Regions from separate parts of the Mus musculus genome. Here region 1 is linked to region 2. The links are chromatin contacts, called in public promoter capture Hi-C maps. All regions are on one chromosome and are shown on one strand. Each heading gives the region's core, a stretch centred on a gene start, on an enhancer-like site or on the middle of the called end of the contact. The rest is flanking DNA. Distances are from core to core; before and after follow the strand shown.

Evidence for each region. Capture Hi-C pulls out chosen DNA fragments and counts their contacts.
Region 1: a promoter capture Hi-C map of pancreatic islet shows a contact between it and region 2. The contact joins the promoter of Tssk3 here to the promoter of C77080 in region 2. A contact is called at or near these places in 3 of 115 datasets of contacts at active chromatin or transcription factors (embryonic stem cells and pancreatic cancer cells) and 2 of 9 other capture datasets (liver and pancreatic islet).

The regions. Positions count from the first base shown.
Region 1 is chr4:129,489,153-129,492,511 of GRCm38.p6, reverse strand. It overlaps Tssk3 (testis-specific serine kinase 3), which reads left to right and starts at 1,742. Exons shown (of 2, transcript NM_080442.2): 1 at 1,742-2,050; 2 at 2,780-3,359. The coding sequence starts at 1,906. It overlaps Fam229a (family with sequence similarity 229, member A), which reads right to left and starts at 1,322. Exons shown (of 3, transcript NM_001085491.2): 1 at 1,177-1,322; 2 at 951-1,097; 3 at 556-820. The coding sequence starts at 1,313. The coding sequence ends at 718.
Region 2 is chr4:129,246,541-129,249,845 of GRCm38.p6, reverse strand. It overlaps C77080 (expressed sequence C77080), which reads left to right and starts at 1,403. Exons shown (of 7, transcript NM_001033189.3): 1 at 1,403-1,725. The coding sequence starts at 1,500. The region is part of intron 1 of Gm12976 (a long non-coding RNA gene); the gene reads right to left.

The sequences.
Region 1 (3,359 bases), core at 493-2,992, 240 kb before region 2:
CAGTCTTTTATTTATTTATTTATTTATTTATTTAATTTATTTATTATATGTAAGTACACTGTAGCTGTCTTCTGACACACCAGAAGAGAGCATCAGATCTCATTACGGATGGTTGTGAGCCACCATGTGGTTGCTAGGATTTGAACTCCGGACCTTTGGAAGAGCAGTCGGGTACTCTTACCCACTGAGCCATCTCACCAGCCCATCAGTCTTTTATTTATTTATTTATTTATTTTCTACATCGGCTGCTCATCTTTCCCTTTCTTGCTTCTGTCCCAAGCTGCTCTAAGCTGCCAGTGTCCCGCAGAGAATGAAGATTTCATTGGCAAAGCCAAGACAAGGAAGAGGAGACTGACAGCTGGGTGAAGGGAAAGTAACCACCAAGAAAAAAACGCCTGGAAGAGGGTGACGACCCCCTAAGTGGGAGGTGGGCAGGGAAGTGGAGGCGGGTGGAAGTCTGGTCTAAGAGTGGAGGTAGCCCAAGAGTGATACTGGCTGGGTCCGAGAAGTCGGTGGGCCCGATCCGACGGATACACATACACGGCCAGCCCGGAATGGAAAGAACAGTTTATGCTGTGCTTTATTAAAATGTGCATCATTCTTTTATTTTAAAATGTGCATCATTGTCTCGTGCTCGGCGCGTGCGACCTCAGCGTGGTGGCCCGCGGCTGGCCTCGTCCGTCCCGGCTCCTGCAGAGCTGCCGTGCGCAGGCGCACTCAGGTAGCACGGGCCCGGGGGCTCCCGCCCATGGCCAGGTAGACGTCGATGGGCACGTGCAGCAGCGTCAGACAGTGGCAGCCCGGGCAGCGTCGGAGCGGCCTGGCGAAAGCGGCAGGCGACAGGGGGCGCAAAGTGTTGGGGCGCGCCAGGGGATGCGCCTGGGATCTTTGGGGGTAGGGCCCTGGGGATGGCGATGGGGCAGGGCCGAGGGGTGGGACGACGGACTCACCTGACAGGGTTTTGATCCGTAGCTACAGGCTCCGGGCTATCCTGGGACTCGGGGGCGGAGGCAAGGCCAGGGGAGTCTCCGGCCTCAATGGGGAATCTTCGACCCTGTGGGGTCTCCTGGGCACTCATGTCCAGGCCCCGGGGCACTCTGTATAGGAGTGGCGGTCAGGCAGCTCCGGGCCCCTAGATGCTCCCTGCCCGTGCCCGTCTCCTGTGTCGTGGCTTACCTGCCAGAGGCCGAGGCCGGTCCCAGGCTGGAAGCAACTGCCCGAGCCCTGGCCACGGGAGGACGCTCCGGTCCAGGCGGAGCCTGGCAGGTGTCTGCTGCGCGCCCGGGCCCCAGCGTCGAAGGGGAGGACTGCATTGTGACCCCGATCTCTGCGTGCTGACCTCACACAGCCTGTTCCTCGCTGGAATTCTTAGGCAGTCCCAGAGCGTTCCGGCATTTAGTGAGGGCCCGGGCCTGAGGCCAGAGGGCTCTGGAGATCGCACCTTGGTGACCAGTTTGCACTCTTTCCCAACAGCTGGATGGGGACTTCGGAGGTGAGGGCGACCTGCCTGGAAGCGGAGCCCACATGGAGAAGGCCCGCCTCCCTGACCTACGCGGCCACCCAGGCCCGTTCCCCAGCATCGCTACCACTCTGCGCCTTGCTCAAGACTGACTTAACCCATGCTGGATTTGCTGGTGGTGGCGAGGGAAAGTAGGGACACTGCCCATGTTGTCTGAGGGTCACACAGCATTTACATCACAATTGGGCAGGAGTTTAAAAATGTCTGGTCCTCTCCCTCCCCACCACCTGTGGCTGTGTCCAGACGGAGAATGTTCTAGCCCTGGAGGCAGCTGTGAATGAAGTCCTTGGGGGGAAAAGAAGCAGGCCGAGGGCGATGGTGGAGTAGAGCTGCCTCGCAGAGGCAGCATGAGCTGAGAGGGTGACAAGAAGGAGGCGCTACACAGCATGGAGGACTTTCTACTCTCCAATGGGTATCAGCTGGGCAAGACCATTGGGGAAGGGACCTACTCAAAAGTCAAAGAAGCATTTTCCAAAAAACATCAAAGAAAAGTGGCAATTAAAATTATAGACAAGATGGGAGGGCCAGAAGGTGAGCTGGGGTCCTTGGGAGGAAGGGTGGGCTAGCCAACACGGGTAGGCCCTTTCCTCAGAGCATCTCTTCCTCCCTTTGAGTCAGGATGGCAGAAAGCAAGTCAGATTCCTGCCCTAAATAGAAGGATGTAGGGAAACCAGGATCCTCACACCTTTCCAGAGCCACAATCGTAGCACAAGAAAAAGAAAGGGTCCTAAACCGGGCGTGGTGGCATGCGCCTTTAATCCCAGCACTCAGGAGAGGCAGAGGCAGGTGGATTTCTGAGTTCGAGGCCAGCCTGGTCTACAAAGTGAGTTCCAGGACAGCCAGGGCTATCCAGAGAAACCCTGTCTCAGAAAACAAAATAAAAAACAAAACAAAACAAAACAAAAGGTCCTCAGTTTTTCCTGTCCCAAGAGGCGTTGGCCAGAAGACAGCAGGAACTGGTACCCTGCAGGTGGAAGAGGGACAGGACAATAGATCCCTGGAAAGAATAGTGAGATGCAATAGCTTTGAACTTCCCAAATCCCTCATCTGTGGTCTCACAGGCTGCTGGGAGGAGGTTCCAAGGATGAGCTAATCATGAAAGGAAGGCAATACTTGCTGCTAGAGACACCCGAGACTGGTCAGGGAGTCAAGAAAGAACACCTAGACATGGTAGGTGTCTGGAAGCTGGAAAGCAGGAGCCAAGAGGGAGGAACCAGGACGTTTTGATCTTGATTTTTGTCTCCCCACTTTTTCCCTCAGAGTTTATCCAGAGATTCCTGCCTCGTGAGCTCCAGATTGTCCGTACCCTGGACCACAAAAACATCATCCAGGTGTATGAGATGCTGGAGTCAGCAGATGGAAAAATCTACCTGGTGATGGAACTGGCTGAGGGAGGGGATGTCTTTGACTGTGTGCTGAACGGAGGGCCACTTCCCGAGAGCCGGGCCAAGGCCCTCTTCCGCCAGATGGTTGAGGCTATTCGCTATTGCCATGGCTGTGGCGTGGCCCACCGGGACCTTAAGTGTGAGAACGCCTTGTTGCAGGGCTTCAACCTGAAGCTGACCGACTTTGGCTTTGCCAAGGTGCTACCCAAGTCACGCAGGGAGCTGAGCCAGACCTTCTGTGGCAGCACAGCCTATGCCGCCCCTGAGGTGCTACAGGGCATACCCCATGATAGCAAGAAAGGTGATGTCTGGAGCATGGGTGTGGTCCTGTATGTAATGCTCTGTGCAAGTCTACCTTTTGATGACACAGATATCCCCAAGATGCTGTGGCAGCAGCAGAAGGGGGTGTCCTTCCCCACTCATTTGGGCATCTCAACCGAATGCCAGGACCTGCT
Region 2 (3,305 bases), core at 154-2,653:
TGCCACAGGAAAGAGAGTACTGAAAGAGTGGGTACTGGTGGTTAGGAATAAAGAACACTCTCCTGACCACACTTTCCAAAGGCCAGGGCAAGGACAGCCGCCTTTAGATCTCCAATCCAACTTCCTCTCCTCCTGCTGGGAGCAGCTGGCATTCAGAAAAGACTTGTTTATACATGTAAACAAACAAACAAAAAGCCAGAGTATTTGTCTTCCCACTTCTGAATGCATGCAGACTTATTTTATTTATCCCTTTGCCTGAGGCTCAGCATGGGTAGTAGGTGATCTGCCTTAGGGCCCAGGTTCACCACTGCTGGGAGCCTTGGGGCCGTTCAGGGACTGGAGCAGGTCAGATCACTCTGCACTGAGGTCCGCTTACAACCTTAGAGTGAGGTCTACTGCGTGCCAGGGCAGATTAGGCTGGGTGATCAGGTCCTGTTCCTGTCCTAATGCAGACTAGGGCCCCGGGAGAAAGCTGTGTGACAAAAGTCAAGTTGATGATGCTAGACAACTCTCAACTCTAACTGCGGGACGTATGAACAAGACTCTTCTGGGGGCCGCGGAGGTTTGCTAGCCTCGAGGCAGAGATGAGCATCAGAATGCTGGCTTTGATTCCCTCCTGGCCTCACTCTCCCTTCTGTCCTAAGGGGGAAACATTCCCTACCTTGCTTTCCTCGCAGCTTATAAAATCAGAGATATAAAAGGGCTTGGTCAGCTATAATACAGCACGAGAGGCCGGCAAGGAAATGAACACAGCATTTTCCAGACTTCTAAAGGCTTTCCCTTAACCAGCTTCTCCAGGCACACACTTAGTCGCCTACCTCAAGATCCACCCTTATTTATCGTAGTTGAGCATCTCAGTAGGAAAGCCCGAGTCTTACTATAAGTGCCCTGGGGGAATCACAGCCTCGTTAAGGGTAAACTGAGGCCTGAACATCCCACTCTAGGTACTCAGGAATGAATCAGAAACAACCAAGAACAGAGCAATTGCTGGAGGCTTCCCCCCCACCCCCCTCCGGTGGTCCTGAGCCAGGGGAATACCTGCCACAGGTCCCAGGTGTCTGGGAAAAAAAGTCTTTCCCCAACCATAGGAGACACCGGGTGATCCAAAGGCCAGTACCTCGCTGCCCTACGAATCCCGAACACCCTCGGGGTTTTTCGAGAGACAGACCCTCGAGGATCAAGGAGGGGCGGGGCGAGGAACCTCTACTCTGCAGCCGGACCTCGCCCTCGGGGCAAGGCCGGCGGGGAGGGGCGCCTTGCCGCTGCGCTGCTACCGTCCCCCCCCCCCCCGCCCCCGACGGCCGCTCCCGCCGCTCGAGCCCCGCCCGCCCGGCGGCCCCGCCCGCGCTGCCCCCGCCCCCGCAGCGATCGCTCAGCCTCCGCCGCCCAAACTTTTTTCTCCGGGCGCGTCTCCGGCGGCGGCCGCCCCCGCGCATGGGCGCCGCGCTGCAGGGGGCCTGACCCCCGCCGCGGGCACCGCGCCTCCCCAGCCCCGCGCCATGGCGGCCCGCGCGCCCCCCGCCGCACCTGCGGCCGACGAGCCTGGGAGCCCCGGCGGCCCCCCGCGCAGGAAGAAGTCCCGCTCCGGCCTCCGCCGTGCCTTCAGCTGGCTGAGGGGCAAACGGCGCAAGAAGAAGGCGGCCGGGGCCGAGGGCGCCGAGTCCACAGCCTCGCGGGCTAAGAAAGCGGACGACAAGGCCAAGCGGGCCAAGGGCAAAAGCCGAGGTGAGCTGGCCTGGCACCTGGGTCGAGCGCGCCCATGGGTGTGGCAGGGTGGGTCCCTCTGGTGGGGTCGGCTGTAATGTGGACGGCTTGTCTCCTAGGCAATGGTTTTGGGGGAAGTGAAGAGCCCAGGGCACCCCAAGATAGGTCCTGCGCCGCTCCAGGGGCACAACCTATCCAACTGTGAGAGGCAGAGACCCCCATCTGGGCAGGGATCCCCTAGTTTACGCAGGAAGTGCTGGCTGGCTGGCCCTCCTGGTGGAAAGACACTTTCCTTCTCCTAAGTTGTGCCCTCTGCTGAGTCAAGGGGTCAGAGATTTGACACTGGCCCAGGGCCAATGGGAGAGGCAGGTGGCCTTGGGTCTTGGGGTGTCGGTCTCTTTGGGTCTTTAAGGTCAGCCTACTCAAAAGGAGTTCTTTTTGCCCTCCAGGTAGATCCTGGTTCCAGCTCCCCAAAGTACTCAGCTTGGAGTCCTTTGCTTGAGGTTGTTACCAGTGTTAGCTTTTCCCATCTCCACACCCCGCACCCCCCCTCCCCTCCCTTACCTGGGCCAAACCACAAACATCCACCTCCTGAGGTGGTGAGATCACCTTCCTGAACCAGAGTCCTCTCCTCATCACTCACCACTCTCCCTAGTCCCTTGTCCCCCGTAGTAACCTGCTTGTGTTGAAAATGGAGAAACTGAGGCTCAAGTGAGGTGGAGAGCCTTTGCCTGTGCTGCTGTGCCAGGAGAAGTCAGCAGCTGCTTCCTAGTGTTTGGAAGTTTTGAGCCCATGGCTCTCCCTGGACTCTAAGGGGTGGGAAGCCTGAGAGATGGGGGAGATGGGGAAGGAAGAAACTGGGAGCCTTATATCCCTGTTAAGGTCACTGTACTTTTGGCCACTTGTTTGGCTTCTCCCCCATCTCCTGTTTCTGTCATCAGTTTGGTGGGGAGACCTTTAGTCTCTGCTGGGGCGGGGGGGGGGGGTAGAGGCCAGCGGCTGCTGGAAGTTTATCTTCCTATACTGCCAAGCTAAAGTGCTGAAGGTGAGGGAATGGCCTGGGTCAGGGCCCATCCCACCTAGCTGTGTTTACCTTCAGTGTCCTTTAACTGCCTCTGGCGAATTAGAAGGAACTTTAGGGGTCAGGAAGAGGGTGGAAAGCCTCTTGTACGATTGCATCCGGCAGATCTTCCTTTTGGATAAGGGCCCTGCTCCCTTGCGGCCCAGCCACAAATAGAAATTTGGGCGCTGGGACTGAGATGAGTGGGCCAAGCCCCGAGGGAAGATTTGCTGGAGGCGTGTTTTCCAGGGTTCTGCAGCCCCTAACTGGAGGGGAGTGTGTCCCAGGGTTTCCCACTGGCATTCAGGGTGAAGTCATTCCCTTCCGCCTTAAGAGAGCTTGTGTCAGAAAGACAGCAATACAGGTTGTGGTGGTGGTCGGATGGTCAGGCAGGATAGTGGCCCAGTGGGATACCTTATGGGAGTGGATTCTCTTTTTCAGGCGAGCAGGCTGCAGGTACTGAGTGGTAGGTTAGCACTGAACCTCCTGGGGTTGGCAGGTCAGTGGCCTCGCCTCCTTCTCTCTTGTGTTGGGTATTGAG